Linked DNA regions of Sminthopsis crassicaudata: region 1 is linked to region 2. The links are chromatin contacts, called in public Hi-C maps. All regions are on one chromosome and are shown on one strand. The core of a region is the stretch at or near the end of the contact, and the rest is flanking DNA. Distances in the headings are between cores, read along the strand shown.

The links. A called contact is a pair of places that touch in the nucleus more often than the background predicts.
Region 1: a Hi-C map of hippocampus shows a contact between it and region 2, with 3 times the contacts expected there. The contact joins the promoter of LOC141546399 here to the promoter of OR6Q1 in region 2. A contact is called at or near these places in 2 of 2 Hi-C or Micro-C datasets (fibroblasts and hippocampus).

The regions. Positions count from the first base shown.
Region 1 is chr6:244,922,500-244,927,736 of ASM4859323v1, forward strand. LOC141546399 (olfactory receptor 5B21-like) reads right to left here and starts at 2,969. Exons shown (of 1, transcript XM_074274183.1): 1 at 2,031-2,969. The coding sequence starts at 2,969. The coding sequence ends at 2,031.
Region 2 is chr6:244,090,244-244,096,054 of ASM4859323v1, forward strand. It overlaps OR6Q1 (olfactory receptor family 6 subfamily Q member 1), which reads left to right and starts at 1,499. Exons shown (of 1, transcript XM_074272610.1): 1 at 1,499-2,452. The coding sequence starts at 1,499. The coding sequence ends at 2,452.

The DNA of each region.
Region 1 (5,237 bases), core at 1,719-4,218, 830 kb after region 2:
TTTGTGTTAGCCTTTTTAAAAAGGCTACTGATGGAGACCCATTCTCAACAAGAAGAAAAAAAGTATGAAATGCTTTGCCTATATTTGTTTTTTAACCCTTATTCCCATCCTGTAGGGCAGGTAGGTAAGGCAGGTATCATCCTTGTTCTCTGAGCTGAAGAGGATATTGAGTCTCAGAGAGGTTAAAGGTCTTTCCGAAAGATATACAACTATTAATGGAAGAGATGAGAGTCAAAACTAAGACAGTCTTTGATTCCTTTCTCTGTGTCATCAGACACCTAAGTGGTTTCTCATGGCTATGTGCAGTTAAAAATAAGAGTTAATCTATTTATCTGCTGTTGAAATCACCAAATATTTGGAGTTAAGAGCTAAATTGGAACTAACAACTCCATCATTTGATTAATGAGATACAAAATTCAGCATTACTTCTCCCAACACATGTACCCACACTCTTTCAAATATAAAACCAGAGAAGTAGCGGGATTTGGGAATTAAATCACCAAGTTATTACTAGCTTAATAGGCCGATACTTTTCTAAGCTGTCCTCTGCTTCCTGGTAGCAGTAAATTAGAGAGAGCAGATAACATCAAGATGCAGCAAGGATCCAGAAATGAACACGATTCTTGATGAATGGAGCCAGAGAGAGTCCCACAAGCTGCCGTGTGCATGTGGAATAGGACTGGCTAATTCTAGGTGGTGTGAGCTCACAGGTTTGTGGGAAGGATGTAACCTCAGATACTTCCCTGGGGAATGATTCTTAGACAGTTTTGCTAAATCTGTCTGCAGAAGCATAAAGGCCTGGGAGAGTTTATATTTATTCAGCTGAAAATTTGTACTGAAAGTACAAGTAGAAGAGCTTTCCCTTATATTCTGGGTAAAAAGCAATGCCAGAAGTTCATAAAAAAATGGCAAACTCGGAGCCTTCCAAGAGAGGAAAAAAGTTAATTATGTTTCTTTGAGAAGATTAGATATATTAGGGTCATGGAGGAAAAGCAATGATCAATGTTTCTTCTCTAAAAATAATAATTAGCATTTACATCACACTTTAAAGTTTGTAAACTACTATCTGCCTATATTATCTATGTAAACACATATATATATGTATATATGTAATAATATGAGGATCGAATGAGGGAGACATGAGATTTTATATCTATTATATGATATTGTAACATGTGATATATAATTATCGATGATTATATATTGGATGATATATCTTTAGTAACATGTAATCCCACATGAAATTATATATTGTACAGCAGGGGTCCTCAGACTTTTTAAATAGGGGCCAGTTCCCTGTCCCTCAGACTGTGGGAGGCCGGACTAGAGTAAAAACAAAAGCTCACGCTCTGTCTCCGCCCCTCGGCCCATTTGCCATAACCCGGCGGGCGCATAAACGTCCTCAGCAGGCCGCATGTGGCCCACGGGCTAAAGTTTGAGAACCCCTGTTGTACAGTATCACATATTATATAGATAGATACATATATTATATATATTATGAATTTATAATATATATAATATTATGGATATATAATATATATACATATATATAAAATCTCATTTGATCCTTACAACAACCCTGGGGACCAATAGCTAACATAGATAGATAGATAGAGAGAGAGAGAGATAGAGAGATAAATAGATGGATAGATGGATGGGTGAGTGGATATAGATATATGCTTATGTATATGTGTGCCTCTCTGTGCATAAGCATATATGTGTATGTATATAGTATATATAAATGTGTGTATATAGTATATAAATATATATATAGTATATAAATATATATATATATACATATATACACACACACACATAAACTTTTCACTGGGATTTAACTACTGAGTCTTAGACTGATTATGATTTACAAATCTATGATAGTGGAGGAAATTCTTCTTCTTTCATTGAGTTCACACCCCAAGAGTCATAGAATCATCTGATCTAGAACTATCAGGGAACTCAAAGACCAATTAGAGAGGAACAAATGGGCTCATTCAGTCATAGCCACCTGGCAGTGTTTTCTGGAAAGTTTAGACATTCCTAGAAAACCTCATCTGTTTGGCCATTTTGCCGAGGGCATTTTTGACTTCCTTGTTCCTCAGGCTGTAGATCAGGGGGTTCAGCATGGGAATCACCACTGTGTAAAAGACTGAGGCTATTTTGTCAGTGTCCATGGAGTGGCTGGAGCCAGGCTGTAAATACATGAAGATGATTGTCCCGTAGAAGATGGAGACAGCGGTCAGATGGGAGGTACAGGTGGAGAAGGCTTTCTGGCGGCCCTCGGCTGACTTCATCCTTAGAATGGCGATAAAAATGAACAGGTAGGAGATCAGAATGACCAGGAGAGTAAAGAAAACGTTAAAGCCGACCACGAAGAAGACCACCAGCTCGCTGGTGTGAGTGTCGGAGCAGGAGAGAGCCAGGAGCGGGGGGATGTCGCAGAAAAAGTGATGGACCACATTGGAGCCGCAGAAGGAGAGGCTGAAGGTGTCTCCTGCATGGATGGAGGCGTTCACAAAACCGCAGACGTAGGAGCCGGTCACCAGACAAATGCACACAGGGACTGTCATGGTGCTGGCGTAATGCAGGGGCTTGCACACGGCTGCATGGCGGTCATAGGCCATGGAAGCCAGGAGGTAGCATTCCACAGTGGCAAAACCAACAAAGAAAAAGAACTGAGCGGCGCATTCCGAGTAGGAGATGGCCTTGTTCCCGGAGGAGAGAGTGGCCACCACTTTGGGGGCTACGGCCGAAGAGTAACCCAGATCCACCAGAGAAAGATTACTGAGGAAAAAGTACATGGGCGTGTGGAGGCGGGAGTCCCAGTGGATCAGCACTATCATCCCCAAGTTTCCTACAAGAGTGAAGAGATAGATAAACAAAAATACCAAGAAAAGGGGGAGGTGGAGTTTGGGGTCATCTGTCAGACCCAAGAGAATGAACTCTGTCACTTCAGTACTGTTTCCCATGAAAGTCTGCTGCTTCTTACCTGTGGGAGGAAAAAAACGGTGCTGATGAAATAGGGATGCAATTATTGCACACCTACTATGTGTCAGGCACTGTGCTTTGTGCTAGAGACACAGAAACAAAAACCAACCAGTCCCTGACTTATTCTCGCATTCTACTGTAAGCACATGAATATATACAAAATCTACATAAAGTAGGTAAAATATAATAGCAAGAAAAAAGGTATAAATACCAAGTGCCTTTATATAATAAATGGTTGATTTAAAGTGGTCTACATTCTGTTCATTCTGATTCTGTTCATCCGTCTGGGAAGTATGTTGATCAGATTAAGAGTTATGGTTAGAATTAGAGATATAAGCAGGGTGAGAGCATGGTGTAAATGTAAAAGGAACAAAGCAAGGGCATCCCAGAGTAAACTTCTTCCCTGCCCGTACTCAACCAGCTCGACTGAAGATTGCCAGGACATGCTAATATCTGAAGTGACACATAATGGTGCTTCTTCACTTTGATAATGCCAATGCTCTTCCTCCCCAAGCAGTTTGAAGAAACCTCAGAGGGAATGAGGAGGAAGCTTCCCCAGAGTTATATTCCAGGTGAGCCCCTGGCTCCTACATCTGAGACACAAGGAGTGCTATTATTTTCTGTGTAAAATGAAGAGGGAAAAATGTCCAGGTGAGGGTTGATGGAACCCCTAAGAAAAGAGATTCTTAAAAATTCATTCTTGTGGACATTAGGGAAAGAAAGACTGTGGGATAGGAAGGAAAGAAAGAGAAATTTTAAAGTTTTACATAAAAAGAGTGAAAGACTGGATATACACAGAAGTAGCCACAGGGCCCTTATATCCTGAAAACCTCCCCTCAGTGGAATGGCATCAGGGAATTTTTTGGTCTATTTTATGGAGGTTGCCCAAGTCACATTGTTCCTAATAAATAAAATCTTATAGAATTTAAAGCTAGAAAATATTGCCTTGTTCAATGAAAAACCTTCTTCTAATATAGAAAAAACTGGCCCAGAAAAAATAGATTTGGTAAGTAGCAAAATTAAAAATTGAACACAGGTTCTCGAATTTTAAGGTCTCTATGAAATATGCAATGCAAGCCCTTTGATGGGAAAAGAGAAAGGAATCTAAAAATATCTAGTATTATCCTGTTGAATACTTATAATAACTGTGGGGTAGGTAGGATAGCTAATAGTATCTCCATTTGACATCTCAGGAAACTAAGGGACAGACTGACAAAGGGATTTGCCCACTGTTACACAGCTTTTAAGGGACAGGAGTCAGATCATCCAGCTTCCAACCCAGTGTTCTTTATATATAATGCACTGTAATTTTTTGGTGAGGCAAATATAAGTAGGGGAGAAAATTCCTCATTAATCATGGCCTAAAAAAGCTCAAGAATGCCTCCTGTCTTCCCACCAGCAATGGATATCACATAATAAATTTACACTATTCCCAAATATGGGGTAGGAATACTAGATGGGAGTTTTATTCCAAGAAAACTAAGAAGCTAATGTATGCATTGTATATGGGCTTCCAAGACTCTTCCGGACACCTCATCAATCAATTTTCCTTAGCTGAAACTGACTACTTTAGCACATTAACTGAAGTTGCTGTGATTTAATCAATTAAAAATAAAAAGTCTTTTCTGCATCGGATTCACCTTAGCAAACTATCCCAAGGCAAACACCCATCATCATCCAACATGATGTAAAAGGCCCCTGATCTGTGCTACTCTCTATGATTTCTTGATGTTAAATTATTTCCACACTGTATCTCATTAATAAATTATAAATAAAATAATAAATAAATTAACAAATGAAAGAAGAAAATCAGGGTATTGATTCTTGGAGAATTCTAGGAGCCTTATTGAAATGGCGGCATGTAGAAGTAAATGTTTAAATACACAAAGTGGAAGAATTTCTGGATAATTTGGGGCCTTTTCATATTATAAGCACTAATGTAAAGACAAAAATTCCCCTGCTACCTGTGCTCCCATCACAGAAATGAGCCCTTAGGTCTCTTAGTGCTCATTGGGAAAGTCATTTCTTCCTTCCTCTGCTCATAGTAGCCTCCCATTTGCCTAATCAAAGGAGAGGGATAATCCCAAGTGTTGTTCCAATATTTTGTGGGCCTAAATTTGCTCTATCTTAGGGATGCTCTACCTGTACTTTATTTGTCTGAGAGTGGGCCGGGAATTTTTGTGCACACACCTATGAACCTCTGTCCCAGAAAGTTTCCCATCCCTCCTACCTATATTGAAACTATTGCC
Region 2 (5,811 bases), core at 249-2,748:
ACAGAAACATGCAGAAAAAGACAGACATCTTTGGATGTGACCAATGAATGGATTTGTTTTGTTTAATTATACTTATTGGTCACAAGAATTTTGTTTTGTTTTTATGAGGGGTAAGGTTTGAAGAGGAGAGAAGGAAAATAGCTATCGTGTTGCCCAAAATAAGAAAAAGAAAAAGGAGTCATTGAAGAATTTTTTAATAATATAAAAAAAACCCAGAAGATAATTCAATGGGCAACAGATAAACAGGCCAGCTTTGAAAATAGCATTCTGAATTTATTATATACTTTTTAAAGTTGATAAAAATTTGTGCTTTACTCATAAACTTCATTTTCTGTTCTGCTTTGTATAAATGTTTTTTGTTTGTTAAATTCATTATTATATATATATACACACACATACACATACATGCATGTATGCATGTATACTTTATTTACAATATGCTTTTAAATGAGGGTGTTAGAATGGAGGACCTCTGAATTTCCTTCCAATTCTAAATCTTTGACCCTATGATTAAGAGTGGCTCTAGAGAAGGATCCAACCTGATCATTTGTTGGAAATAAGACATGAGGACAGAAATAGGCAAATACAACCACAATGTTTACAAATATAAGAGAGTAAATGAATAGTGGGGTCACTCACAGAAAAAAAATCTGAAGAAAAAAGGAAAGAAAATCAACTTGCTTTGGATATGCTGAGTTTATCCAGGGAGGTAATTGTAGATTCCACTCTGGAGCTCAGAAGAGAGACTGAGGATGACAAAGTGATAGCAGGTCCTTTCATAAATGTCAGTATAACCTGAGCAGTGACCATGCTGACAGATGGTGGTCCCTTGGACAAGGGAAAGGAAGCTCTCTGTATAACCAGATGATTGGAGGTAGAATCTATATATTTTGTTTAGAATGCTAAAATATGATATGGCTTGCTTTATTTTTATATCACATAGATTTCTTTTTTTTTTTGGTGTACAACTGGACTACAATGCCATATAGTCTATACTTGCATATGATCTCTATCATGTGAGCATTTTTAATTTGGCTCCTTGCCATCAGACCATCCCCTTGGGATCATCAGAAACGTATTTTCTAATTAGATGGGCTAGTGTTTGTTGGACAACATCTTGAAAAGCATAGAATTTCCCTAATTTGACCCTCTTAGATAGAACAGGAAGGGAAGGTAGGATAAGCACTTATTAAGCACCTACTATGTGCTAAGAATTATATTAAATGCCTTACAACTATTATCTCATTTGATTCTCAGAATAACTTTGTGAAGTAAGTGCAGTTAGCATCTTCATTTTATAGCTGAGGAAACCAAGTTGGACAGAGGAAAAATAATTTGGATAAAATAGATAGTAAAGGTCTGAGGCTGGATTTAAACTCAGGTTATCTTGATTCCGCCTACCTGCGTAGCTGCTTCTAAGATAAGCATAGGGATAGAGAACTGTGAAGGCTTACAGAAAGCTCTGCTTGGGCCTCATCAACGTTATCTCCACCCCCAGATGCAACTTTACAAGGGGAACTGGACCCTGGTGACTGAATTTGTCATGGTGGGCTTTTCTGGTGTCCAAGAAGCCCGCCATCTCTTCTTCATACTTTTCCTCGCCATGTACCTGTTCACCATGGCAGAGAACTTGGCCATTATCCTTGTGGTGAGCTTAGACCATAGACTCCAGAGGCCCATGTACTTCTTTCTAACCCACCTTTCTTGCCTAGAAATATGGTATACTACAGTCACTGTGCCCAAGATGCTGTCAGGATTCACTGGGACAGCTGAAGGCAAGACCATCTCCTACTCTGGATGTCTGTCCCAGCTTTTCATCTTCACCTTCCTTGGTGCCACAGAGTGCTTTCTGCTTGCTGCCATGGCCTACGACCGGTATGTGGCCATCTGTGAACCTCTCCGGTATGCGGCCATAGTCTCCTGGGGTACGTGCATCCGTCTGGCTGCTGCCTCCTGGCTGCTGGGTTTCCTCACCCCGATCGTGCCCATCTACCTGATGTCCCAGCTCATATTCTGTAGCTCCAATGTCATTGATCACTTCTTCTGTGACGCGTCTCCCTTGCTGGCACTCTCCTGCTCTGATGTCACGCTGAAGGAGAAAGCTGACTTTCTGATCTCACTGGCTGTGCTTCTGGCTTCTTCCACAGTCATCGCTGTGTCCTATGGCAACATCGTGTGGACTCTGCTGCACATTCACTCGGCAGCAGAACGCCGGAAGGCTTTCTCCACCTGTGCTGCCCACCTGACTGTCGTGAGTCTTTTTTATGGGACGCTTTTCTTCATGTACGTCCGAACCAAGATGCCCACCTCTATGAACTTCAACAAGGTCGTGTCGGTGTTCTACTCCATCGTCACACCCATGCTCAACCCCCTCATCTATAGCCTCCGAAACAAGGAGGTAAAGGGGGCCCTGGGCAGAGCCTTGTCGTTCAAATTGTTTAAAGGATCATGAATAGACAAATGGTTTAGATTTTTGAAGAAAAGGATTGTGCATTTAGAGCTGGAAGAGACCAAAGTGGTCATGAAAGCCAATTCCCTCTTTCTATCTCCCTTACAGATTTAGAAACAGACCCAGAGAAAGTGATGAATTTGCCCAAAGTTACACAGGCAGTGTGATTTGAACATGTTCCTCCTCTGATTTCAAACTTGCTGATTTTTTTTTCAGCTTACCATGAGGAAATCTAATTGACTTGAAAGGTTAGTTCTCCTGGGTTAAAGATAAGATACTATGAGATTTTAGGAAAGATTTATCGCACTGCAGAGGATCTTAGAAACCATGTAATCCAATTTATAATAGAATAAGAATACCTCCTAAAGCAGTAATCCCAAACAATAATAACAGCTAACATTTATATGGTTTTCATAGTCTTTACCCTGGTAAAGCAGTGATATATTTGGACAGATGAGTAAACTGAGACTGAGAGAAGTCTTGACCTGCCCAGGATCATTCAACGAATAAAAGCCTGAAGCCAATTCAAAGTTGTCTTCCTGATTTCAAATGAACAACAAATCCAATAAATGGTCAGCCAATCTTCTTCATTTTTTTTCTTCTTTTTTGCCTTTGTCTTCTTCTCCTTCTCCCCCCATCTACCTCCCTTTCCCCCTTCTTCTACTTCTTCCCCTTCTCTCCCATCTCCCCACTTCTTTCTTCTTCTTCTTTTTTTCTTTCTTCTCATTTTGTCCAGAGTGGAAGTACGCCAGCTCCTCAAGGGCCTGGTCTCCTTATTGATACGATAAACTTCAAGTTTCCAACTTGACTTGTTTCAACTTCTTTGGGCAACTTGATGGCTCCTTTGTCTTTTCTCTTCCCAAACTATGTGAGATCATGACTTTTAGAAAATTAAGCATCTTTTAAACTCCTTGTTCCACTTTTGATAAGTTGTGAATTGGCAATGATTTAAATTTTCCTCCTCTCAGATCAATGTGTAAAAGTTAATAATAGTAATAATTAATAAATAATAATAAACAACTCAGTGTGGGAGCTTTACAGTGTGGGGAACTCTCTGCATCAATACAAATGGCAACCCCTATATGATTTAGTAGTTAGAGCCTAGGGATGTGCCCAAGTGATCTTCCCATAGTCACATGGCTAGTAAATATCAGAAGTTAGACTTGAATTCGGGTCTCTCTCTACTACAGGAGCCTGCTTTTAAAGAGGAACTAAATACATCGCAATAGTCTACAGTGTAATGCTTCTAAGATGCATTAAGCTTACAAAGCACTTTCTTCAAAAAAATTTAGTGAGGTAGGTGCTATTAATGCTCCCATTTTACAGATGAGGAAACCTCAAAAATCACTTTTGAATGGCAGGATGGGGCAAAGGTAGGTTATTAGCTGAGAATCAGAACACATGCCAATGATACTCATTATCATTATCTTGCCCACAAGAATTTTTATTTCCTGATGGAGTGTGTAAGAACTAGTCGATAACAATTTTTGCATCAAATTAATTTATTAAAAATTGCATTTTCTCTGCCTTTTACCAAAAGGATTTGAGTTTATTCACAGGTTTAAAACAGAACAAGGGTAAGGGACATTTAAACAAAATAGATGAGAGATTATATGGCAAATGTAGAAAAAACAGCTGTTTTCAGGTAACTCCAATGAATTGATTAAAAGCATTGGAGTTTTCAATCAGAGATATGGCAGCTAAAGAGAGCCACAGTTTACACTATAAACTCATTTATGAAATCTTCCTGAGCAGGATAGTGAAAAGTTATTGGTAGCCTTGTTTTTGTAAAACAGGGATAAGAAGTGGAAAGGACAAAATTTACAGAAATGTTGCTGAAAGTCCCAATTAAGGGATGTAATGATGTAACCAGAAAGAGGCAACAAGTGGAAAACGGAAAAGATCTATAAAGATTTCTAACACTTTCTTGGCCAATTTCATTAGTAGAATAGACCGAGAAGTCCACATATGTTGCACACTATCTGTAGGACTGGTATTAAAGAAAGGCATGATAGGAAAAACAATTGATTTATACCAACTGTTTGTACTAGAGAGGATATAATATTGAAGACATTGATGATTCTCAAGATATTTGAAAAAGGAGAGGAAACAGGTGTTGTCACTGATGGCATCCTTTATATAGATGCATCTGTTCCTGATGAAGGCTCTGGAGGAGAAAAGACTCATGGGAGAATAATACCCAAAACCAGGTGCCTTCTAGGGGCATTATTTGGAATAAGTAAGTGCAGTCTCTATTTATGCCACCAGGTGTCAGTACAAGCATTTGAATATCATGTCTGATTTTTTTTTTTCCCCTTTTCTTTTCTTTTCCCCCTTGCTGTCATCATCAACTTTTCCACAGACAGCTAATAAATGTGCCTGGCACTGTGCTAATCTCTGGATATAAAAAGAAAAATAAAAGATAGTCCCAGTTCTCAAACTCATGGACTAATGTGGAAATAACATCCAAACAACTGGGTACAAGCAAAGGAAATACAGAATATCAGAATTAATTGAAGTAGAACGCTAGCATTAAGGGGGTTCATCAGGAAAGGCTCCTCAAGAAGATGGGATTTCAACTGGGACTTAAAGGAAGCTAGGGAAGCCAAAAGGGAGAAATCACCCTGGGAGAACTGCCCAGAGGCAGCTAGGTGGTCCAATAGAAAAAGCATTGGATCTTGAGACTGTAAGATCTGAGTTCAAGTCCCTTTAGATACTTACTAGCAATGAGACCTTGTATAAATCGTGTCACCCCTATTTGCTTCAGGCTCAATTGTAAAATGGGGATGATAAAAAGACAAGGTTGCTGTGAGGATCCAATGAGATAATATGTGCAAAATATCAAAAATCAAATGAGAAAATATATGCAACAAGTGCTTAGCACAATACTTGCACAAAGTGGGCTCTTTATAAATCCTTATTCTCTTCCCTTTCTTTCACCATGTTATTGGAAGAATGGCTACGTGAGATAATGTGATTTTGTGATTCAGTGACCTTCCTGTTCTATATGCCCTGCTTTGGTGAATGTTTCCAAATTGCTTTCCAGAATGATTGTATCCATTTACAAATCCACTAACAGTGTATCAGTGTATTTCTTTTAATATGTAACCATCATATGAGAGAAATTACAAGTACTTTCTTAATTTTTTCTACCTTCTTGCTTTTTGCTTATTGGTATCCCCCAGAAGTTGGCCAATAATAAACACTCAACATAAGCTTTTTCATTATATTCACTCATTTACTTTATTCCTTCATTCTCACTCCCAACTCACTCACTCACTCTGAAACCACTATTTTCCTGTCTTTCTTATATAGTACTTTGGTAATTTCTCTCCTGGAGAGCAATATTGGATTGAGTTCTA